Linked DNA regions of Sus scrofa: all the other regions are linked to region 1. A link is a contact called in public HiChIP or PLAC-seq data. All regions are on one chromosome and are shown on one strand. Each heading gives the region's core, a stretch centred on a gene start, on an enhancer-like site or on the middle of the called end of the contact. The rest is flanking DNA. Distances are from core to core; before and after follow the strand shown. Region 1 has its middle 19 kb from the start of RAB14. Region 2 overlaps GGTA1P (glycoprotein, alpha-galactosyltransferase 1 pseudogene). Region 3 has its middle 47 kb from the start of STOM. Region 4 has its middle 20 kb from the start of STOM.

What was found. HiChIP or PLAC-seq counts read pairs in DNA pulled down with a chosen protein or histone mark.
Region 2: a contact with region 1 is called in an H3K27ac HiChIP or PLAC-seq map of alveolar macrophages. The contact joins two enhancer-like sites. A contact is called at or near these places in 4 of 47 Hi-C or Micro-C datasets (embryonic fibroblasts, epiblast stem cells and undifferentiated spermatogonia) and 1 of 2 datasets of contacts at active chromatin or transcription factors (alveolar macrophages).
Region 3: a contact with region 1 is called in an H3K27ac HiChIP or PLAC-seq map of alveolar macrophages. The contact joins two enhancer-like sites. A contact is called at or near these places in 1 of 5 promoter capture datasets (fetal liver), 8 of 47 Hi-C or Micro-C datasets (adipose tissue, embryonic fibroblasts, epiblast stem cells and 5 more) and 1 of 2 datasets of contacts at active chromatin or transcription factors (alveolar macrophages).
Region 4: a contact with region 1 is called in an H3K27ac HiChIP or PLAC-seq map of alveolar macrophages. The contact joins two enhancer-like sites. A contact is called at or near these places in 1 of 5 promoter capture datasets (fetal skeletal muscle), 10 of 47 Hi-C or Micro-C datasets (blood, embryonic fibroblasts, liver and 6 more) and 2 of 2 datasets of contacts at active chromatin or transcription factors (alveolar macrophages and skeletal muscle).

What each region holds. Positions count from the first base shown.
Region 1 is chr1:261,261,883-261,267,512 of Sscrofa11.1, reverse strand. No RefSeq gene overlaps it. Among named protein-coding and RNA genes, the nearest start is that of RAB14, 19 kb to the right of the region's middle. Within about 2 kb of position 2,627, at least 10 of the 83 cell types and tissues checked have an H3K27ac peak or open chromatin away from gene starts, as enhancers often do. A contact at or near this core is called in alveolar macrophages, where this site is marked.
Region 2 is chr1:261,517,759-261,523,388 of Sscrofa11.1, reverse strand. It overlaps GGTA1P (glycoprotein, alpha-galactosyltransferase 1 pseudogene), which reads left to right. Exons shown (of 8, transcript NM_213810.3): 7 at 4,187-4,324. Among named protein-coding and RNA genes, the nearest start is that of GGTA1P, 67 kb to the left of the region's middle. Within about 2 kb of position 3,323, at least 25 of the 83 cell types and tissues checked have an H3K27ac peak or open chromatin away from gene starts, as enhancers often do. A contact at or near this core is called in alveolar macrophages, where this site is marked.
Region 3 is chr1:261,452,320-261,457,949 of Sscrofa11.1, reverse strand. No RefSeq gene overlaps it. Among named protein-coding and RNA genes, the nearest start is that of STOM, 47 kb to the right of the region's middle. Within about 2 kb of position 2,824, at least 1 of the 83 cell types and tissues checked has an H3K27ac peak or open chromatin away from gene starts, as enhancers often do. A contact at or near this core is called in alveolar macrophages, where this site is marked.
Region 4 is chr1:261,424,831-261,430,460 of Sscrofa11.1, reverse strand. It overlaps the pseudogene LOC110259667. Among named protein-coding and RNA genes, the nearest start is that of STOM, 20 kb to the right of the region's middle. Within about 2 kb of position 3,545, at least 4 of the 83 cell types and tissues checked have an H3K27ac peak or open chromatin away from gene starts, as enhancers often do. A contact at or near this core is called in alveolar macrophages, where this site is marked.

The DNA of each region.
Region 1 (5,630 bases), core at 1,378-3,877:
ATGTTGAGGGCTTCTTTGTGTTATTTAATCCTCCCCACAATGCTATATAAAATCCCCACTCTGTAGGTGGGAACACTGAGGCTGGGAAAGGTCACATGACCTAGACCTAGATATTAATAAGAAATAACATCGACTAGGTGCCGGGCACTGAGCTGAACACTTTATGTCGGAGCTCATTAAATCTTCATAACACTCTATGAAGTAGGTACTGTTTGATCCCCAGTTATTCTCTCCTTCCCCCACTGAGACAAGGAAACCGAGGCACAAGAGGTTCAAGCAACTTACTCAAGTGAGTCCCCACGGAAGCTAGATGATGAGTTCGTGTTTGGAATGCAAAGTCCTTGCCGGCTTATCTTTTTATTCATTCATTCTTTTTTTCTTTCTTTTTAGGGCCGCACCTGTGGCACATAGAAGTTCCCAAGCTAAGGATCAAATCAGAGCTACAGCTGTCAGCCTATGCCACAGCCACAGAAACACCAGATCCGACTGTGTCTTCAACCTACACCACAGCTCAGGGCCGCTCCGGATCCTTAACTCACTAAGCAAGGCCAGGGATTGAACCTGCGTCCTCACAGATTCTAGCTGGGTTCATTATGTTTGAGCCACAGTGAGAACTCCTATTTTTAAATTTTTTAATTGAAGCATAATTGAGTTAAAAATGTTGTGTTAATTGCTGCTGTACAGCAAAGTGATTCACTTATACATACATACATATAAATATATATATACACATACACACACACACACACATATATATAGACACACATGGTGGTGTTTTTTTATTCTTTTCCGTAATGGTTTATCATAGGACACTGAATATCGTTCTCTGTGCTATACAGTAGGACCTTGTTTATGCCCTCCATGTATAATAGCCTCTATCTGCTAACCCCAACCTCCCACTCCATCCCTTTCCCAACCCCTTTCCCCTTGGCAACCATTAGTTTGTTCTCCTTGTCTATGAGTCTCTTTCTTTCTGTTCTATAGATAGGTTCCTTTGTGAATATTTTAGATTCCACATATAAGTGATATCATATGGTGTTTGTCCTTCTCTTTCTGACTTATTTCACTTAGTATGATAATTTCTTTTCTTTCTTTTTTTTTTTGTCTTTTGGGCTGAACCTGTGACATATGGAACTTCCCAAGCTAGGCATTGAATCGGAGCTGCAGCTGCCAGCCTACACCACAGCCACTGCAATACCAGACTGAGCCATGTCTTCGACCTACACTGCAGCTCATGTCAATGCTGGAGTCTTAACCCACTGATCGAGGCCAGGGATTGAACTGCCATCCTCAGGGATACTGGTCGGGTTTGTTACCACTGAGCCACAACGGAAACTCCCGGTATGATAATTTCTCGTTCCTTCCATATTGTTGCAAATGACATTAATTTGTTCTTTTTTAATGGCCAAATAGTATTTCATTGTATGTACACACCACATCTTCTGTATCCATTCATCTGTTGATGGACATTTAGGTTGTTTCTATGTTTTGACTATTGTGAATAGTGCTGCTATGAACATGTGTGTGCATGTATCTTCTTGAATTATAGTTTTGTCTGGATATATGTCCAGGAGTGGGATTTCTGGATCACATGGTAATTCTATCCTTAGGTTTTTGAGGAACCTCTATACTGTTTTCCGTCGTGGCTATACCAACTTACATTCCCACCAGCAGTGTAGGAGGGTTCTGTTTTTTACCCACATCCTCTCCAGCATTTGTTATCTGTAGACTTTTTTTTTTAATGGCTGCACCAGAGGCATATGGTAGTTCCTGGGCCAGTGATTGAATCTGAGCTGCAGCTGCAAACTATGCTGAAGCTGTGGCCACACCAGATTTTTAACCCACTGCACAGGGCTGGGGAGCAAAGGTACGCCTCCGCAGCAACCCGAGACACTACAGTCAGATTCTTAAACCACTGCACCACAGTGGGAACTCCTGTAGATTTTATTTTATTTATTTATATATTTATTTTTGCTTTTTAGGGCCAAACTTGCAGCATATGGAGGCTCCCAGGGCAGGGGTCGAATTGGAGCTGTAGCTGCCGGCCTTTGCCACAGCCACAGCAACACCACATCCGAGCCGTATCTGCAACCTGCACCACAGCTCAGAGCAACGCGTGATCCTTAACCCACTGAGGCCAGGAATCGAACCCACAACTTCATGGTTCCTAGTCAGATTCGTTTCTGCTGTGCCATGAGGGTAACTCCCTCCTGTAGACTTTTTAATCATGACCATTCTGGCCATTGCGAGCTGACCATTGTTTTACTGATCAATCTTAAAGGTCCCTTCTTGTACCAAGAACCTGTAATTCATTAATTCTCTGGCCTTGGGATTAATTTAGCACTTATTAATAATACAACAGCTCAGAATGTTAACCCATTTGCCAATGTCTCAGTAAATGACAAGAGCCAGGATTTTTGTTTTGTTTTGGTTTTTGTCTCTTTATTTGTTTTGGCATGCCTGGGTGGCAGAGCCAGGATTTTAATCCAAGTCCATCTGACTCCTAAAGCTTCTCCACTTCCTCCTGGGTCAGCAAAAGAGAACCAAGAAAGAAACAGAGGAAGTGCTCCTGAACCAGACTTCCCTGAGCTACTAAGTGGGACCAAGGCCAGGAGTTCCTACAGTGAAACTGGCCTGGCGTGGGCCTGTGACGCCCTCTTGTGGACCAGGTCTGAAATGCTCTGCTTTGCCAGCTTTTTCATTTTGATGCTAGAATAGATGTTGGATTTGGAGGACACAGGAAGAGGTTTTCCCTCTAGTTTTTAAAAACCAGTGACCCCAACTGTTATCTTAAAATGGAGACTGCTTGAAGACATTGGGCACTTAGAGAAGCCCAGCTGCCTATGTTCATTTATTGATGAAACAGGATACTTTCTGTTTCTGTTTTTACATCTTATATGTACTTGTACCAACTATAAAGCAGTAAAACTCAACAGAAACGGCACAACTTTTCTCCTTTGAGCTCAGAATCAGAGAAATCAGACATTAAACCTATAAAACCCAGCGTAACTATACAGGCAGGAAAGAATGCTTCTTCCTTCATAGACCCGTTTCTCTTTCAGTTTCTTTCCAATATCTTGAAGGACAAGAACAAAGAAGAGAAAGATTTTAAGCATAGTGATTCCTTAAAACATCTGTCTGCTCTCAAAAGTTTCATTTTTTCACAGATACTATGCTCTGGGAATTCTAAAATAATTAAATCCTGGGAGTTCCATCCTGGCGGTTAATGAACCCAACTAGCATCCATGCGGACACAGATTTGATCCCTGGCCTCGCTCAGTGGGTTAAGGATCTGGCATTGCCACGAGCTGTGGTGTAGATCGCAGACGCCACTCGGATCCTGCATTGCTGTGGCTGTGGTGTAGGCTGGTGGCTGAAGCTCTGATTCCACCCTTAGCCTGAGAACTTCCACGTGCTGTGAATGCAGCCCTAAAAAGACAAAAGTAGAAGTAAAAAATAAAATAACTAAATTCTCACCTGCACTGAGGCATCACAAGGAAGGGAATACCCCCCTCCTGTCAGTGAAGCCAGGAGCAGCACCCATAATATACATTGAAGGCTGCAGGAGTTTCTTCCAGGAGGGAGCTGACCCCTGGCAGAGAGAGCAGAGGTGTGCCAGTGAGTGGCAGGGTTGGGGGTTTTGGTGGAGAAAGATTTTTATATGCATTTCTAACTTTCATAACAATCCAATAAAGGTGGGACCACCATACCTACTTTACAGATAAGGAAACTGAGACCCAGAGAGATTAAGAAGCATGCCCAAGTCTCCAAGCTAGTAATAGGCTGTAGTGTTGGAATCTGAGTCTCAGAAGAGCAATAGATTAGGAATCCAAAGTCCCGTTTCCAGTTCCAGTTCTGAATACACTTGCCGAGTTGGGCAAGTTAGTTAACATCTTGGATCTGTCCTTTCTCTTCTGCTTAGTGGGGGATTGATCAGAAAGGCATCTACTGACTTTTCTCTTAAAAAGACCTGAGCAGAAAAACCCTGAGGGGCTCCAGTGGGAGGGAGGAGACAGAAGCCCAAGTCCAAGTCCAACTATCAGTCACTGATGAGTGTGTCACTGTTGCGGGACTGCCCAGTTACCTGTGATGTGTGGTCCCCCGGCAGCTCTCCTGAGTGGATCCCACAGCTTTCTCAGTAAGAGAACACTGAACATAAGAGGCCTCAGAGAGTCCCTTACCCAGATGATTTTTATTTTATTTTGTTTTATTTATTTATTTTTAAGGGCCACACTTGCAGCATATGGAAGTTCCCAGGCTAGAGGTCGAATCGGAGATGCAGCTGCTGGCTACACCACAGCCACAGCAACATGAGATCTGAGCCGCATCTGTGACCTACACCATAGCTCACGGCAACACTGGATCCTTAACCCACTGAGCGGGGCCAGGAATCAAACCCGCGTTCTCATGGATCCTAGTCGTGTTCATTACCGCTGAGCTACAATGGGAGCTCCCTCCAGATGATCTTTAAAAGGCTTCATTGTCTCTCCTATTAGACCCTTCCTAGTAATGAAACCCCCTTGTGGGAGTGCAGGACTTGTTTACAAATCACATGCATCTCCGTGGTCTCATTTGAGTTCTTCCCCCTTCTCTGTGAGGTTTACAGGAGAAGTACTACTGTCTCCATTTCACACAGGATAAAACTGAGGCTCAGCTAATAAACAGCTCTCCGTGGCTCTGTCCCTCTGGCACTTGAGTATGGCTGGATGGGGAGAGGGTCTATGGTGGTAGACGAGGCTACCCTTTACCTCTATTTGCCTCCCGAGAGGAGGAGGATGTGCCCCAGCTCTGCCATCATGAGTCCATAACACTTGCTGTGGCCAGTGAAACGTCAGTAGAAGTGATGTGTGTCACCTAGCATGTTGTTCTTATGTCTCTTTTCCTTCTGCCATGAAATCTGGCAATGTTCCAGAGAGAGAGGGAGGGAGAAAGAGAGAGGGAGAACAAGCTCTCCCAGCCTGCATCCTGGAGTAAAGAGCATGTGGAAGGGAGAAGTAGTTGACCCATCAAAGACGTAGGGATGAGCAATAAATAAACCTTTGTGGTTTTACATCACTGAGATTTGGGGTCATCTGTTACACAGCAGAACCTAGCCTGTCCTAACTAATACATCTATAAAGATAGTATCTTTTCCTGGGAACAAGGACTAGTAATGTCAGATGCTGGGTGAGTAATGGCTTATCTATGGTTGTGTGTGTGTGTGTGTGTGTGTGTGTGTCTGGGCTGGCACAGTGGATACAGGAAAGGGGGAGGCCTAGCTGAGTTTGCTCTGGCCCCTATTCCAGTAAGTCTTTCAAACCAGCTATGCCTGCAGGTTGTGTTTTCCATTCTTCTCCTCTCTCTCCCCAATTATTTTTGTTATTCTGCAGAAAAACTTTGGATCTCTGCTGAATTCCATGATAGCAGATAAAGGGTTTTTTTTTTTCTTTCCCAATTTATATGGGAGACTGCTTCAGGAGCTATTGATTGGATCTCAGAAATAATAATTGCAGCTACTGCCTCCCGAGGGCTTGTTCGTGATCAGGCATTCCTTAAGAGCTTTCATTCTTTACCTCATTTTCTTTCACAGCTACCTGAGGAATTAGATCCTACCATTTCCTCATGGTAGAGGCAAGGAAATGAAGAATTAG
Region 2 (5,630 bases), core at 2,074-4,573, 260 kb before region 1:
AAGATCTCTCAGCCTCTGTAGCACCACATCCTCTTAGTTTTCCTCCGACTTCTCCAGCTCCCTTGTCAGTCTCCTTGATTGGGGCCCCTCCCTCTTCTCAGCCAGGAAGTGTTAGAGTTTCTGGAGGTTGAGTCCATTATCCTCATCTCTTTTCTTTATACACTGTCTTCATCCATTTCTGTGGCATTAGATACCATTCATGGGACAATGACTACTGCATTTATATCTTTAGCCCAAAGGTTTTCTCTGAGCCCCAGTTGTGTCTAACTCTTGCCTGACATCACTGCAGGTCTCGCATGACCCAGATGGAGTTTGGGTTTTTTTGTTTGTTTTTTTGTTTTTTGTCTTTTTAGGCCGTACCTGAGGCATAGGGAGTTTCCCAGGCTAGGGGTTGAATTGGAGCTCTAGCTGCCGGCCTGCACTGTAGCCACAGCAACACCAGATCCAAGCCGTGTCTGTGACCTACACCACAGCTCACGGTAACGCCAGATCCTTAACCCACTGAGCAAGGCCAGGGGTCGAACCTGCATCCTCATGGATGCTAGTCAGATTTGTTCCCACTGAGCCATGACGGGAACTCCCAGAGGGAGTTTTTGATTCCACCCCACCCTCATTCTTCTCATTTCCCATCTCAAGCAAGAGTCAGGAGACCTCCATGATTCACTGTTCATCCTTCCTTCATCCAGTCCACAGTCTAATTCATCTACATGTTCTGTTCATTCTTCCCACGTCATCTCCCTCTCTCCATCACCCTTGTCCATGGCATCATTAGCTCTTTGCTGGATCACTGTGTACGTCCTGCTGCCTGGAAGGAATCCAGTAAGTAACACATTGTTGCATTCCTCATTTTTTTCCACCTGCTGTATGATTCATAGAATTTTAACACTTCCTCTGCCCAGCCCTTCAGGACCACAGTGTACTCATAAATAAGTACATAAAATTGAAAAGCTACCAACTACCTAGGTAGGTGGTGCGTTTGGATTTTGGAGACCCTTTTATTTTGTGGAAGTCTTTGGTTTGCACTGGTGGAACCCCACATGCCGAAGTAACGCAGTGGGTGCCCGGCTTAAAAAACTGAGCAGTTTCCAGTGTTTCCTGGACTTTTCCCTCCTTTTCGAGCCCTCTCTTGATGACGTTGGGCAGCTTTTGCTCTTACACATACTTGGCCTGCCTGCTGTTACTTCTTCTTTTTCTGTGGGCCGGGGTGGGGGTGGGGTTTGAGCAGAGGTTCATCCAGGAAGCTGATCTCAATCATCCTCCCACCTCCTCCTCCTGCCCACGGCCAGTGTTTTCAGCCTGTCATATGGCTTCCTAGTCAGGGTTGCTGACATGTTGGAATTGCCAGTGGAATTTAATAATTAACAGCTGGGAAATAGAGCATTTTAATTTTTAATTCGACGTTAATTTTTAATATTGCTACTTTTTCTCCCCCCTGCTTAAAAGGAATCTTCCCAGCCAAGTAACCAAACTGGACACTGGTGTTCTGAATCGGTCTTTCTAGAAGGTGTAGTCTGAGGGGTTGTGCGGCTGAGGAGTGTGCGGCAGGCTGACCACCTGTCAGGGATGGGAAGTTCTCAAGGGGTAGGATGGGTCTGATCTCCGTCTTTAGCCCTGGGCCCCGGCAGATGGAGCAGGGACTTGGCAGATGTGCATCGAGGAGGTGATGCCCTGGTGTGGCCCCTCCTATTGGTTGAATGGCTAAAAACATAGTTTCCTTCTCTCTCACCCCCGACTTTCTTTATTTGTGAAATGGAGGTGATGATAGCACCCACTCTTGAACGTGGTTGTAAGGATTCAATGAGAGAATAAAAGTCCGGTACTTAACCCCAGTGCTTGTGACTAGTAAATAAGAATACCTCCTTTCCTCCTCTTCCTCCTTCTCTTTCTCTTCCTTTTCTTTGCTTAAAGATAATATTGCCTGCTTGCCAGATGTTCAGCTCACACACAGCTGCATGGCTTAACTGATAGGCTGGGGTCTGAACTGCTAAGAATCCTTGACAGGCTACACTAAGGACAGGAATGAATGAAGTGACAGTGCATGGGAAACGGTTATAGAATGATAAGCCTAAGCCGTGTGTGTGTGTGTGTGTGTGTGTGTGTGTGTGTGGTTTTTTTGGTTTGAAATCCAGTCATTCAACAAAGCTGGGGCTTTTATGTGAGAAAAGCATCACATAAGTTTCTAAAAACAAAACAAAACAAACAAAAAAAAAGCTCATCATTTTTTTTTATTCTGCCCTGATAAAAATGCTGAAGTAGCTCAAATGAGTGGAAATGATGACATACCTGGGTTTTAACTCCAGTTCATTGGTACAGCAAGTAAATAGCCAAGAAGCCATAGAGGGTAGTGGTTCAGAGCACAGACCACAGTCAGACTATCTGGGTTCAAATCCCAGCTTGGCTCCTTACTAGCTGTGTGACCTCAGGCAAGTTATTTCACCACTCTGTGCTACAGTTTCCTCACAGATAAAATGGGAATCAAAATATAGCAACCCCACCCCCACAAAAGGGTGAAGCTCTTGGCACTGTGCCTGGTCCCATAGGAAGGAGCCAGTGTGTGTTAGTTACCATCATCTGCTGTTTGGCCTTGGTCAAGTTAACAAGCCTTCCTGAGCCTTGATTTTCATATCTGTACATTGAGCATACTACATGGCCAAGCTTTTGCAAGGACTAAATGAGAGAAAGTGTATGTGAAAGTACCTGGCACAAGTTGGTACAGAGTCCAAAACAGCTTCTTTCATGATTGGTGGAAACCAAGAGCAGGTGTCCCCAAGGGGCGGTCATACCTGGGGTGTGAAGGCAGAGCTGGGGTGTGGGGTTTGAGCAGCCTAGCCATGTCCCCTCCATCTCTGCAGAATTACTCTTAGGGGAGGAAGGAAGCAGGCTTGAAGCAGGGCATGGGGTGGGGGTGGGAGGGCAGAGGCCTCCAGAATACGGGTGCAGAACTTGGTGACGAGGGACAGAAGGCATGAGCAAGAAGTGGGGGTGACCCAGCCTTGCCCAATCTCGCAGGGAAACATGGTTTCTCCCATGGGGGAGGGGCAGGTTTGTGAAAACCCTTCCTCCACCCGCGTATGAGGGTGGGGGTATGTTCTCGCTGGGCTAACATCTCCTAGACAGCCTCACCAGGGCCATACCCAGGCAGCCAGCAGGGGCCCGATGGGACCCCCAAGACGTTGCCCCAACCACTGGCCTTCTCCCTGCAGTGGCTGAAATACAAGCACACAGCTAGCAGGGGCCAGGCCCTCTCATGTTGTGTTGGGGGTTGAATCTAAATGACCACGTTTCAGTCTGTTTCCGACGGGGAAGTGCAGCCACTTCCAGAGCAAATGGGGTTTGAGCCAAGTCTTCTCAGCTCCCTCCTGCCTCTGGGGGGCCCCAGCTGCTACCCAGACTTCCCGCATTTACTCTTTACAATTTGTCCGTTGCTCTTCCGTGGCTTCCTGTGTTTGTGTTGGCTTTGCTAAGTCCCTTTCAAGTGTTCTGGGTGCAGAGAACATGCCCCCTCCCCTCCCGCTTTTGTGCTTCTAGTCAAGAGGCGACATGATCTGAGAGAGGTCTGAGCCCGAGCCCTGTGTGTCACCCATGGCCACAGTTAGCCCGCCGGGTCCCTTCTTTTCTGGGTGACTGTCTCCTTCTTCGTAAAATGAACCACAACACCAGGTCCCCTTAGTCTGGGGCCCTTTTTGTCCGATAACCAGGTTCCTACCCAGAAATTGCTTTCTGGCAGAAGGCAAACTGAGACAGCTTCTTCCTCTTTCAGCTCAAATGTCACTCTCTCATCCCGCTAGTCAAGCCATAGGGCTTTCTCAGGGTCAGGTGGCACCCACTGGGATAAGCAACACCCAAAGATGTCGCTGGCAGCTTAGGAAGGGCCTGGGGAGATAGGCGAAGGGGTTTGGAAGGAAGATTGAGGACGAGGACAGCAGAACAGGGGGACGGAAGGTACATACACGTTGTACAGGTACGATCCCCAAAGGGGCCACCAGGGCAGCCCGCAGAGGCACCTGGGCCAGAGCCTCCTGTCCCTCCCCCAGAAGATGCTGCAATGTCACACCACCAGCTGACTGGGGCTAAAATACAGTCAGGATTCAAGGCCAGTCACCACAAGCCATGACTGACCCATGTTCCCCCAGACTGTCACTGCATACCTTAGCAAAGCCATCCTGACTCTATGTTTTGTCACCAGGAAACGCCCAGAGGTCGTGACCATAACCAGATGGAAGGCTCCAGTGGTATGGGAAGGCACTTACAACAGAGCCGTCTTAGATAATTATTATGCCAAACAGAAAATTACCGTGGGCTTGACGGTTTTTGCTGTCGGAAGGTAGGTGTTGCTAATAAAACTGGCCTTGAGTTTTTCCCCTTCCACTATCAGAGGATGGGTGAGGGGCCCCTGGGTTTACAGAGGCTGTTCATGTCATGTCTGAATTAGTGGAGAGGAGAATGGTGTCACAGGGCCATTTTAGACTCCCTTCTGCTGAGGTCCCCAAAGGCTAAGAATAAAACTAGTCAGAGGGTCAACTCTTTCCCACCTCAGGGTGAGGGGCTTGGGTTGCAGGGAAGAAGATCTGCTATACCCACTGCACCCAGAGTCGACAGTACACCCACAGCCACCTCCGCCCTGACCTCCACGGCCCTCTGTGGAAATTCCAAAAATGGCAGCTGTTAGATGGCCTGTGTGTGTGTCGTTTCTCCTATGCTCTCGAGACCCCAGACCAAGGACCAAAGACAGAAGTGTCCTAAGTGGAGTGGTTTTCCACCTCCGCATGGCTGACCACTCCTCTGTGCCTTCTGCCTATTCCTCCTGGAGGGTTTGGCCCGGGGAGATTAGGCTGCTCAGAACTTCCTCTTCCAGAGGTTGGATAGGTTCCTGTTTCAGCCCCCGTTTCCTTGTTTGGAACTTTTCTCCCCAAACTGTAATCATTCTTACTTAAAAGTAGTAGCTGTAATGTTCATTTAAAATATAACCCAGTTTTCTTTTTTAGAGAATCCCCCCCCCTTTTTTCCAAAACAAAAGCAAAAGTTCAATTTTCCTGTTCACCTCCGTGCCCCTTCCCTCCCCCACATCCATGGGCCTTTCCATCTGTACCTTTTCTGAAAGCCACAAAGAAACTGAATCACTTTGTTATACAGAAAAAATTATCACAACATTGTAAGACAACTATACTTCAACAAAACTTAAAAAAAAATCAGAAAGAGAAAGAAAGAAAAAGAAAAAAAGGAAGGAAGGAAGGGAGTTCCCATCATAGCTCATTGGTTAATGAATCTGACTAGCATCCATGAGGACACAGGTTCAATCCCTGGCCTTGATCAGTGGGTTAAGGATCTGGTGTTGCCGTGGGCTGTGGGGTAGGTCACAGATGCATTTCGAATCTCGCATTGCTGTGGCTCTGACGCAGGCCAACATCACAGCTCCGATTGGACCCCTAGCCTGGGAGGGTGCAGCCCTAAAAAAGCAAGAAAGGAAGGAAGGAAGGAAGAAAGAAAAGGAAGGAAGGAAAGAGAGAGAGAGAGAGAGAGAGAGAGAGAGGGAGAGGGAGAGAGAGAGAGAGAGAGAAAGAAAGAAAGAAAGAAAGAAAGAAAGAAAGAAAGAAAGAAAGAAAGAAAGAAAGAAAGAAAGAAAGAAAAGA
Region 3 (5,630 bases), core at 1,575-4,074, 190 kb before region 1:
CATTGAGGGCAGGCTGTCAGAAAAAATCTGGCTAAATGGGATCTTACCACATACATAGGGCATTTCTACTGGTCTTGAATTTAAAAAGTGGTCATTTCACATTTCAGGGACACTAAAATTGTGCCCAGTTAAAACTTCCCAGTGTGGTATTATCTATAGAACTGTAAAATAGAAATATAATGCAAGCCTCATTTGTAAAAACAGTTATCAATGAGATATCTCACATAATTTTTTTCATACTGAGTCTTCAAAGTCCACTGTATGGACAAGCAACATTTCAAGTTTTCAACCAGTCACTTGTTGCTGGGGGCCACCATATTGGAAGGTACAAAATCTAAAGCATCTTGCTCATTAAAAAGGGGTTTAAAAAGTACATGTCAGAGACCTCCATTTTACTCCAATACGTAAACCCAAAGCAAGACCTGTTCTTAGGTGATGTCCAGTGAAAACCACTTTATGCTCGTAAACGGAAATCTTGCCTAACACCTTCAACACAAGCTCAATGCACTGGTTGAAGCCAAATATTCCATTTTAGAGCTTAATGCCTTTAATTTAGATTAAAAAATTTTTTATTGGGAGTTCCCGTCATGGCGAAGTGGAAACGAATCCGACTAGGAACCATGAGGTTGTGGGTTCGATCCCTGGCCTCACTCAGTGGGTTAAGGATCTGGCGTTGCTGTGAGCTGTGGTGTAGGCCGGCAGCAACAGCTTCAATTAGACCCCTAGCCCGGAACCTCCATATGCCACAGGTTTGGCCCTAAAAAGATAAAAGACAAAATAAATAAATAAATTTTATTGAAGTGTAGTTGATTTACAATGCTGTGTTAATTTCTTCTGTACAGAAAAGTGACTCAGTTATACATATATATATGTTATTTTTCATATTCTTTTACATTATGGCTTATCACTGGATATTGAATATAGGTCCCTGTGCTATACAGTACGACCTTGTTGTTAGCTTTTTAATCACTGTTTACAAGGATATATCTCTGAAAGAGTTCATATATTTTTAGGTTACTGGTCCTATAGGCTTTGAATTAATTATCAGTCTTGATACTTTGTCAGGAAAAAAAATATATACATATGTAAACCAACTTTGGGGGCAGAATACATCCCAATGCATACTGATATCTTCTTTAGTACCTCTTTTTATTGTCACAGAGGCCCAAGTGAAATAGAACAAGTTTTACTGAATTTCCTTTACACAATCAGGGTAGACTTTGATAAAGGAATACAAAAAGAATATCACACACACTTTGCACCTAATCTAAAATGGATCCCTCCCAAGAGAGAATCTGCAGGTACTTCAAGCAGAATAGGTGGATTCTTTGATTCAAGTCTGCCTTCTTCCTAAGGTTGAGCATTCTAGAATTACATATTTGGATTGATGGCCAAGATTCCATAAATTAATCTCTTACTAGAAGATGGCAAGAAAGTTGTTTTCTACTTTCCAAAAAGACTTTTTCTCTTTTTTATTCTAGTGGAGAATGAATATCAAATGGAAAATGCTAATATTGAGTGCATTTGCTTTATCCCTGGCATTGATTAAACATCATTTTCGGTAAATAAGAAGACTGATGAGTCATTCTCTTTAATGATTGGCAGAGTTCATCTAAAATGCTGAGTTTGGGGTTTCTCTTGTAGCTCAGTGGGTTAAGGATCTGGCGTTGTCACTGCAGCAGTTCAGGTTGCTGCTGTGGTGAGGGTTTGATCCCTGGCCCAGGAACTTCCACATGTCATAGGCGCAGCCAAAAAGAATAACAGATTAAATAAATTAAATTAAATGCTGAGTTTTGCCCCAAAAATAGAAATAAATAATATTTCCTAAATTAATAAAAAATTACTTTCCCTTTGGGGAACAAATCAAATCTATTATTTTTTCCATTTTTCAACATTCAGCAAATATTTATTGAGCACCTTCCTGGTGCTAGGCTGTGTTCTAAGTGCTGGGAAAACAGTAATAAACCAAAATGACTACTGTTATGAAGTTTTACATTCTAGGTGGAGAAGATGGGCAATAAGCAAAGAAATATTTAATGTTATGTCAGGAGCACTGTATTTTTGTAATAACACAAAGAAGAAATAAATAAAGCAAGGTAAGAGGAAAGAGAGTGTTGTGGGTGGCTATTTTAGATACATTTTATTTTAATTTATTCTTTCTTTTTCAGCCTCAGCTGAAAAAAGGGATAATTTTTCTTCTTCTTTTTTTAGGGTCACACTCACGGCATACACAATTTCCCAGACTAGGAGTTGAATCGGAGCTGTAGCCGCTAGCCTACACCACAACCACAGCAACGCCAGATCTGAGCTGGGTTTGCGACCTACACCACAGTTCACGGCAATGCTGGATCCTTAACCCACTGAGCAGGCCAGGGATCGAAACTGCGTCCTCATGGATCCTAGTCAGATTTGTTACCACTGAGCCACAAAGGGAACTCCAGGGATCCATTTTTAAAGTTATTTTTTAAGGCTTCCCATCGTGGCTCAGTAGTAACAAACCTGACTAGGATCCATGAGGATGTAGATTCAATCCCTGGCTTCACTCAGTGGGTTAAGGATCCAGCATTGCTGTGAGCTGTGGTGTAAGTTGAAGATGTGGCTCAGATCTGGCATTGCTGTGGCTGTGGTGCAGGTGCACCTCCAATTCAACCCTAGCCTGGGAACTTCCATATGTCCCAGGTGCAGCCCTCAAAAGACAAAAAAAAAAGCTATTCTTTAGTATTTGATTTTAAAATAATTATAGATTCACAGGAAGTTGCAAAGTTAGTACAAAGAAGTCACATGTATCTTTTACCCAATTTCTCCCTATGTTACATCTTACATAATCATCATGTAATAACAAAATAGGAAATCAATGTTGGGACACTGTATGTGTATAACTATATGACATTTTATCTCATGTGTCAATTCATGCAATCACAGCAGTTAAGATACAAAACTATTCCATCACAAGGATCTCTGAGCTACCATTTATACCCACACCCAACTCTTCTCCCTGACTCTCCCCAACCCTTAGTACCACTAATCTATTTTTATCTCTATAATTTTGCCTCTTCGAAAATGTTTTTTAAGTGAAATCATATAGTATATGATGTATTGAGATGAGCTTTTTTCACTCAGCATAATGCTTTGAGATTCAGCTAGGTTGTTGCCCACAGTAATAGGTCATTCATTTTCTTGCTGTGTAGTATTCCATGAAGGGATGTACGAAAGTTTGCTGAGGCATTCACCTACCGAGGGACACTTTAAAAATTGTTCTTACTGAAGTAGAGTTGCTTTACAATGCCATGTAAATACACACACACACACTCACACATATACATATATATATATGAGAATATAAATACATATTCTTTTTCAGATTCGTTTCCCTTGTAGGTTATTACAAAATATTGAGTATAGTACCCTGTGCTATAATAGGTCCTTGCTGGTTATCTATTTCATATACAGTAGTGGATATATGTTAATCCCAAACTCCTAATTTATCCCTCCCCCATTTCTCTTTGGTAATCATAAGTTTGTTTCCCATGTCTGTAGGTATATTTCTTTTTTTGTATATAAATTCATTTGTATAATTTTTTAAAGATTCCATTTATAAAAAATAGCATGTGATATTTCATATATTTGTCTCTAGGTCCACCCATGTTGCTTCAAATGGCATTATTTCATTCTTTCTTATGGCTGAGTAAATATTCTACTATATAAATATAGCACATCTTCTTTATCCATTAATCTGTCGATGGACATTTAGGTTGCTTCCATGTCTTGGCTATCATAAATAGTGCTTCAGTGAACAAACAACCCAATCAAAAAATGGGCAGAAGATCTAAATAGACATTTCTCCAAAGAAGACATACAGATAGCCAAAAGGTACATGAAAAGATGCTCATAATCTTAAAGAAATGCGCATCAAAACTATAATGAAGCATCACCTCATACCTGTCAGAACGGCCTTCATCAAAAAGTCTACAAGTAATAAGTGCCAGAGAGGGTGTGGAGAAAAGGGAACCCTTCTATACTGTTGATAGGAATGTAGGTTGATAGAGCCACTATGGAGAACAGTATGGAGGTTCCTTAAAAAACTAAAAATAGAGCTACTATATGATCCTAAAATCCCACTCCTGGGCATATATCCAAAGAAAATCATAATTTGAAAAGCTACATACACCCCAATGTTCACTGCAGTGCAACAGCCAAGAAGCCAAGGGATATTTTGATTGACAGTTAGGTTCATCCCATTTGGGATTCACCCAGTTTATTGAATCTGTACGTTCGTATCTTTTACCAAATTTTAGGGAATGTTCAGCCATTTTAAAAGTAATTTCTAGCCCCATCCTCTTTCTTCCCCTCTGGGACTCCAATTATATGAAGATTAGATCTTTCATTACAGTCCTACATGTTCTGAGATGCTGTGGGTTTTTGTTTGTTTGTATATTCCTCTCTGTGGTTCAGTTTGAGTGATTCCTATTATTCTACCTTCAGGTTCACTGAATTTTTCCTCCATCCTCTCCATTCTACTGTTAAGATTATCCATTTAGTTTTTATTTCAGGAATTGTATGTTTAAGCTCTAAACTTTATATTTGGTTCTTCTTTTATCTTCTATATCCTTGATTTTCTGTATCTTTGACTTACTACTTCTTTGCTGTGACTTTCTACTTTTCATGTTTCAAGTGTTTGTAATTGCCCATTGAGGCATTTTTACAATGACTGCTTTAAAGTCTTTGTCAGACATTACCAATATCTGTGTTATCAAGGCATCTTCTTATTGTCCTTTCTCATTCGAGTTGTATTCCTAATTCTTTGTTGTTGTTGTTGTTGTTGTTGTTGCTATTTCTTGGGCCGCTTCCGCGGCATATGGAGGTTCCCAGGCTAGGGGTCCAATCCGAGCTGTAGCCACCGGCCTACGCCAGAGCCACAGCAACGTGGGATCCGAGCCGCATCTGCAACCTACACCACAGCTCACGGCAACGCCGGATCGTTAACCCACTGAGCAAGGCCAGGGACCGAACCCGCAACCTCATGGTTCCTAGTCGGATTCGTTAACCACTGCGCCACGACGGGAACTCCCCTAATTCTTGGTATGACAACCATTTTTTTTTATTGAAACCTGAACATTTTGGGTATTATGAGACTCTGGTTCTTATTTAAATCTTGTATTTTCACAGGCATCCCCTAATACTGCTCCAGCTGGGAAATAGGTTGGCACCTCCCTGTTACTGTCAATTGAAGGGTGAAATTTCAGGTTCTCAATTCTGCCTCCATTGGAACTCAGTGGAGAGGTGTTCCTTGTAACTAATGAGATGAGAGTTTAGCCTCCCCACAGGGTCTCCACTGACACTGACCACGGGAAAATGGCCACACTTGCTGAGAAGTGGTGAAGGTTCTAACCCCCACTAACCTGTTCCAACTCCACGCCAGTAAGGAGGGGAGGGGAGCCTCATTACAGTCTGGTGAGGGTGGAAGTTTAAGTTCTCCACATGGCCTTTGCTGGAGAGATGGATAATGGGGGGCACAGTTTGTCTGTGGTATTGGGCTGGAGTACAGGGATTAGTATTTAAAGTTTTGTGTCTTGCTGGGTTGCCCTTTTCCTGGTCCTTTAGTTGTAAAGAGTAGGCTTTTCTCAGGGCTC
Region 4 (5,630 bases), core at 2,296-4,795, 160 kb before region 1:
TAATGGCATCTTAAATGGTGAATTCTTTCAAGAAGTTTTGCAATTTACTTTTCCAGATCCATCAGAGGAATCACTATGTACAGCAGCTATAGCCTTATGAAATTATATTTCTTAAATAATAAGACTTGATAGTTGAAATTACTCCTTGATCCATGGGCTACAAAAATGGACAGTTAGCAGGCATGAAAACAACATTAATCTCATTACACATCTCCTTCAGAGCTCATGGGTGACTAGATGCATTGTCAATGAGCAGTAATATTTCTAAAAGAATATTTTTTTTGAGCAGTAGGTCTCAGTCATGGGCTTAAAATAGTAAATCGTGTTATAATTATATGTGCTGGAATTTGGGCTTTATTGTTTCATTTCCAGAGCATAGACAGAGTAGAATTAGGGGGTCACTGGATATTCAAAATGGTAAATGAGCACCAGCTTCAACTTCAAGTCACCACCTACACTAGCCTCTAACAAGAGTCTGTCTGTCCTTTGAAGCCAGGCATGACTTCTCCTCTCTAGTTATGAAAGTCCCAGATGGTATCTTACTCCAATATAAGCCTGTTTTGTTTACAGTGAAAATTTCTTGTAGCCACCTTCATTAATTATCTTAGCTAGATTTTCTGGAAATTTTGCCGCAGCTTCTATTATCAACTCTTGCTGCTTTACCTTGTACTTTTATGTTATGGAGACATTTTAAATTTTATGTTAAATTTCATACCAGCCTCTGCTGGCTTTAAGCTTTTCTTCTGCAGCTTCCACACCTCTCTCAGCTTTCATGGAATTGAAGATGGTTAAAGCCTTGCTCTGAGTTAGACTCTGACTGGAGGGCATGTTATGGCTGGTTTGATCCTCTATCTGGACCACTAAAACTTTCTCCACATCAACAATAAAGCTGTTTCACTTTCTTGTCATTTGTGTGTTCACTGGAGTAGCATTTTTTTGGGGGGTGGGGGGCTGCACTTGAGGCATGCAGAAGTTTCCAGACTAGGGATCGAACCTGCTCTATGGCAGTAACCAGAGCCACAGCAGTGACAACACTAGATCCTTCATATGCTAAGCCACCAGGGAACTCCTGGAGTAGCACTTTTAATTTCTTTCCAGAACATTTCCTTTGTATTCACAACTTGGTTAACTGGTGAAAGAGGCCTAGCTTTTGGCCTATCTTAGCTTTCCCTGTGCCTTTCTCACTAAGCTTAATCATTTCTAGCTTTTAATTTAAAGTGAGAAATATGTGACTCTTCCTTTCACTTGAATACTTAGAGACTATTCTGAGGTTATTAACTGGCCTAATTTCAATATTGTTGTGTCTTAGGGAACAGGAAGGCCCAAGGAGAGAGAGAGATACAGGGAACATTTATCGGTTAAGCCTACCATCTTATATGAGCATGGCTCGTGACTCCCCAAAATAACTGCAATACTAACATCAAGGATCACTGATCATAAATCACCATAACAAATGTAATAATAATTTTAAAAAAAAGCTTGAAATACTGCGTAATTACAAAAATCGACACAGAGACAAGAGATGAGCAAATGCTGTTGGAAAAAAATGACACCAATCGACTTGCTCAATGAAGGGTTGCCACAGACCTTCAATTTGTAAAAAACAGTATTGACAAAGCACAATAAAACAAGATATGCCTGTATGTGGGAAATCTCTGTACTTTCCTATTTCATTACACCTAAAGCTGCTCTTTAAATGCCTTTTTAAAAAGAAGAAGAACGATGAGAGATAAGGAAAGGAAAGAGAAAGAGAGCACATATACAGAAGGCTACAGTCCTCATTTACACAAATGGCCAAGAAGCCATAGTGGAATTTTTTTTTCTTCCTTTTTAGGGCCACACCCATGGCATATGGAAGTTTCCAGGCTAGGGGTCGAATAGGAGCTGCAGCTGCCGGCCTACACCACAACCACAACAATTGTGGGATCAGAGCAGCGTCTGCAACCTACACCACAGCTCATAGCAATGCTGGATCCCCGACCCACTAAGTGAGGCCAGGGATTGAACCCACATCCTTATGGACCCTAGTCAGATTCGTTTCCACTGTGCCACGAAGGGAACTACCCCCACAGCGGACATTTTAACTCCCCTCCTCTACTCACTTAAGCTATGGTTGCCTTTGCCCAGTGTAAGTCAGTTAAAGATCTTTTCCTGGACAAGTGACTCAAATTTTGATTCCTGAGGTATCCTAGCCTGCTTTATTTTTTGAAACTTAATAACTGGGCATGTAAAAGGAAGATTCTAGACTCTGTGTAAACCTCACTTACAGCAGTTAACTCTAATTTACCTTTGATAACCACTGCCAATAACATCAACCAATACTAGAAGCCTAATTTCTCTAGCTGTGAATTGCGTTTTTTGACTGATCACAATGTTTTATGAAACATAGCAATAGTACCAAAAACAAAGGCATTCAATGATTCCACAGATTATATCAATGGTAGAATTATGACAAAAAAAGAAATGGCAAATAATGCAGATTAAATGTCAGTTTTAATAATTAAGAAATGTTTTCCCCAAGGCTTCCAGATAAAGATGGCAAGTTCAACATAATAATTCAATTTCACTTCCTCTGAAATTCCACTAAAACCACAGTAAAGGTATATTTTTAAAACCCATAAACTCATAAATCCAGAAAGAAGAGAAAAGGAGACAACAGCAATAAAACTGTGGACACTGGAATGCAGAAAAAGTGACTTCGAATATAGTGGGAAAAGCCAAGAACTAAGTTGATGTGTATCACAGACTCTTCCAAAGGCTCAGGAGCTAAGTGGACTTCCAGAAGTGGGAGGTGGGGAGTAGTAAGAAGGGATATTAAATAAGCAATGATAGAATACAGATATGTTTTGGGGGTTCTTTTGGTCTTTTTAAGGGCCTACCCCCAGCATATGGAAGTTCCCAGGCTAGGGGTTGAATCAGAGCTGTAGCTGCTGGCCTGCACCACACCCACAGCCACAATAATGTGGATCCGAGCTGCATCTGCCACCAACACCACAGCTCACAGCTCACAGTGGATCCTTAACCCACTGAGCAGGGCCAGGGATCCAACCCGCGTCGTCATGGATATTAATCAGGTTTGTTACCTCTGAGCCACAATGGGAACTCCATGAATGCAGTTTTAAAATACATTCCCCACCCCTAGAGGAGTGCTGGCTGGGCTTGGTGACTTTCTTCCAAAAAACAGGGTATGGAAAGAAAGATACAAGTAACTAGAGAAACCAGAGACACCACTTTAGCCAAGTGAGCACTCAGGGTTAAGGTCACCAGTCATAAGTCGTGTTGCTGTCATGGACTCCTGATAGGATACAATGAAAAAGGCAGTTCATCCCTGTGACTTTCTTCCTCCATATTCCTGATGTAATCATGGCAAACCCAAACATTAGGCAAACTCAAATTGAAGGACAGCCTATAAACTACCTGACCAGGACTCTTCAAAACCGCCAAGACCATGGAAGACAAAGAAAAAACTGTCACAGCTTGGAGACCAAGGGAGCATGATTACTGAATGCAGTGTAATATCCTGAAACAGAGAAAGGGAACTGGCGAAAAAACTGTTGAAATCCAAATAAAGTCTGCGGTGATGTTTTCACAGTGTTGCACTCACGGCAATTTCTTGGTTTTGGTAAATGCCGCTGGATTATGGAAGATATTACCATTCAGGGAAGCTTGGGGAAGAGTATACCCAAGCCTGTACCATCTTTGCAAATTTTTGTAAATCAAAATTATTTCAAAATAAAAAAATTTTAAATATTAAAAAAAAAGAAAAGGAGCTAGAGTGCTAGCTCCCCTCCCTCATGGTATTAACTCCTACAGAAAACTGGAACTGGTGGCAGAATGATGGAACAGCTGTGGGAACAGGTACCCAACTGGGAAACAGGAGGACCATCTAAGCATGTGGACACTGAATGATAAAAGCCAGTACCAGCCTTAGAACTGGGCGCATGGGCCCCACTAGTTAAGAGAGCCCCACCTATCAGAGAGATAGAGAAAATAAGTTCATGAAAGACCATATGGGTATCCTTATCAAGTCGCCGCACTCAGCACTGGCATAGTACCATCTGTAACTTTAAATATGTCCCTTTTGTGCCTCTAACTTCATTTGAGCCCCAGGGAGATGCTTCTCTACATCTCTTGCTCTTGTCCTCCTTTCTCCTCTAAATAAAAGGTGACTGTTCCTGAATGCTGTGTAGGTGTGTGGGTTGTGCTCTTATGTCAGACAGACTTTGCTATGGAAAGAATGTGAACAGCAGAAGCACTTCGCTAAGAGAAAATACAAATTAATTAGTTTGACAAATCGTTCTGAGAGCCTGTGTGAAATAGATACTTATGTATTAAATTCTCAGAGCATCGGATGTCCATTTTTTTTATTTCATTTTGAATTCCAGTTGGAGGATCCAGTGACATTCGCTAATTAACATACTATTCAGCACCATTATGCATGACAGCTGAGAAACATTTTGCAGTATTAAATAATTCATATTACTTTTTTTGGCTGTGCCCACAGCATATGGAAGTTCCCAGGCCAGGGGTCAAACCCAGCACCTCTACAATGACCTGAGCCACTGCAGAGACCACATCAGATCCTTAACTTGCTGCATCACAGCGAGAACTCCCATATTACTCTCTTGATGTTGTTTTATTTTTTTAATTTTTTATTATAGTTGATTTACAATCCCATATTACTTAAGTCTGTGTGTACATATATCTAGATGTAGAAAGTGTGAAGTGAACTGTATATTTCACAGTGAATGATGGATAGTGATTCTAGGATTGCTATTTGTTTTACTTTTACAAAATTTTTAACGATTTAAATAAAATGTTAAATTTGAATTACCAGACAAGCAACGAGAGAAAGCATGAGATGACTTCTCAGTTCTCTCTCTCGATAAGTTACAGTTTCCTCAAGCAAGGTTTGCACAACAGGTAACACTTATCCAATGTTTCTCAAACCCGAGGCAATTTCCTTCCCTGCCTCACCTTGGGGACAGGCATTTGGCAATACCTGGAGACGTTTTTGACTGCCATGATTCAAGGATGGGCTGCTACTGGTGTCTGGTAGGTAGAGGCCAAGAATGCTGCTAAACATCTCACAATGCACAGGGCAGCCCCCCACAACAACAAAAAATCCATTCCAAAATGTTAATAGTGCCACAGTTGTGAACTCTGTTTTACGTACGTCCAGGAGTCTGGGGTTCTCTAAGCCTTGTTGTCTCTCACATACTGCTATTCCAGTTGTCAAGACCCCACTCTTCCCTAATCTAATTTAACCTGACATTCACAAAATGTCTAGCAAAGTATGTGAACTCATGTACTAATATAATTTGCCAAATCATGGAATCAATCTCTGAATATGGTAGTTACCTCAGCCATATGACTACAAGCTGCAAGAGATTTTTTACAACATTATCCCATAAAGGCTTTAAGTTTCATTCCATTAAGGCAACGCTTTTGCAATGTGAGTATGTCACCCGCTTGCTTTAAATTATCCCATGCCATTAAAGGCATCTATCATGGCTCAATCACTCCTGTACCCCTTTTTAATTAGTCTATGGCAGCAGCTATCTGATTCACCAGAGCTTTCTTCTCAGTGAGTACACAGTCCCACATAACCTACAAGATAACTTCATTAG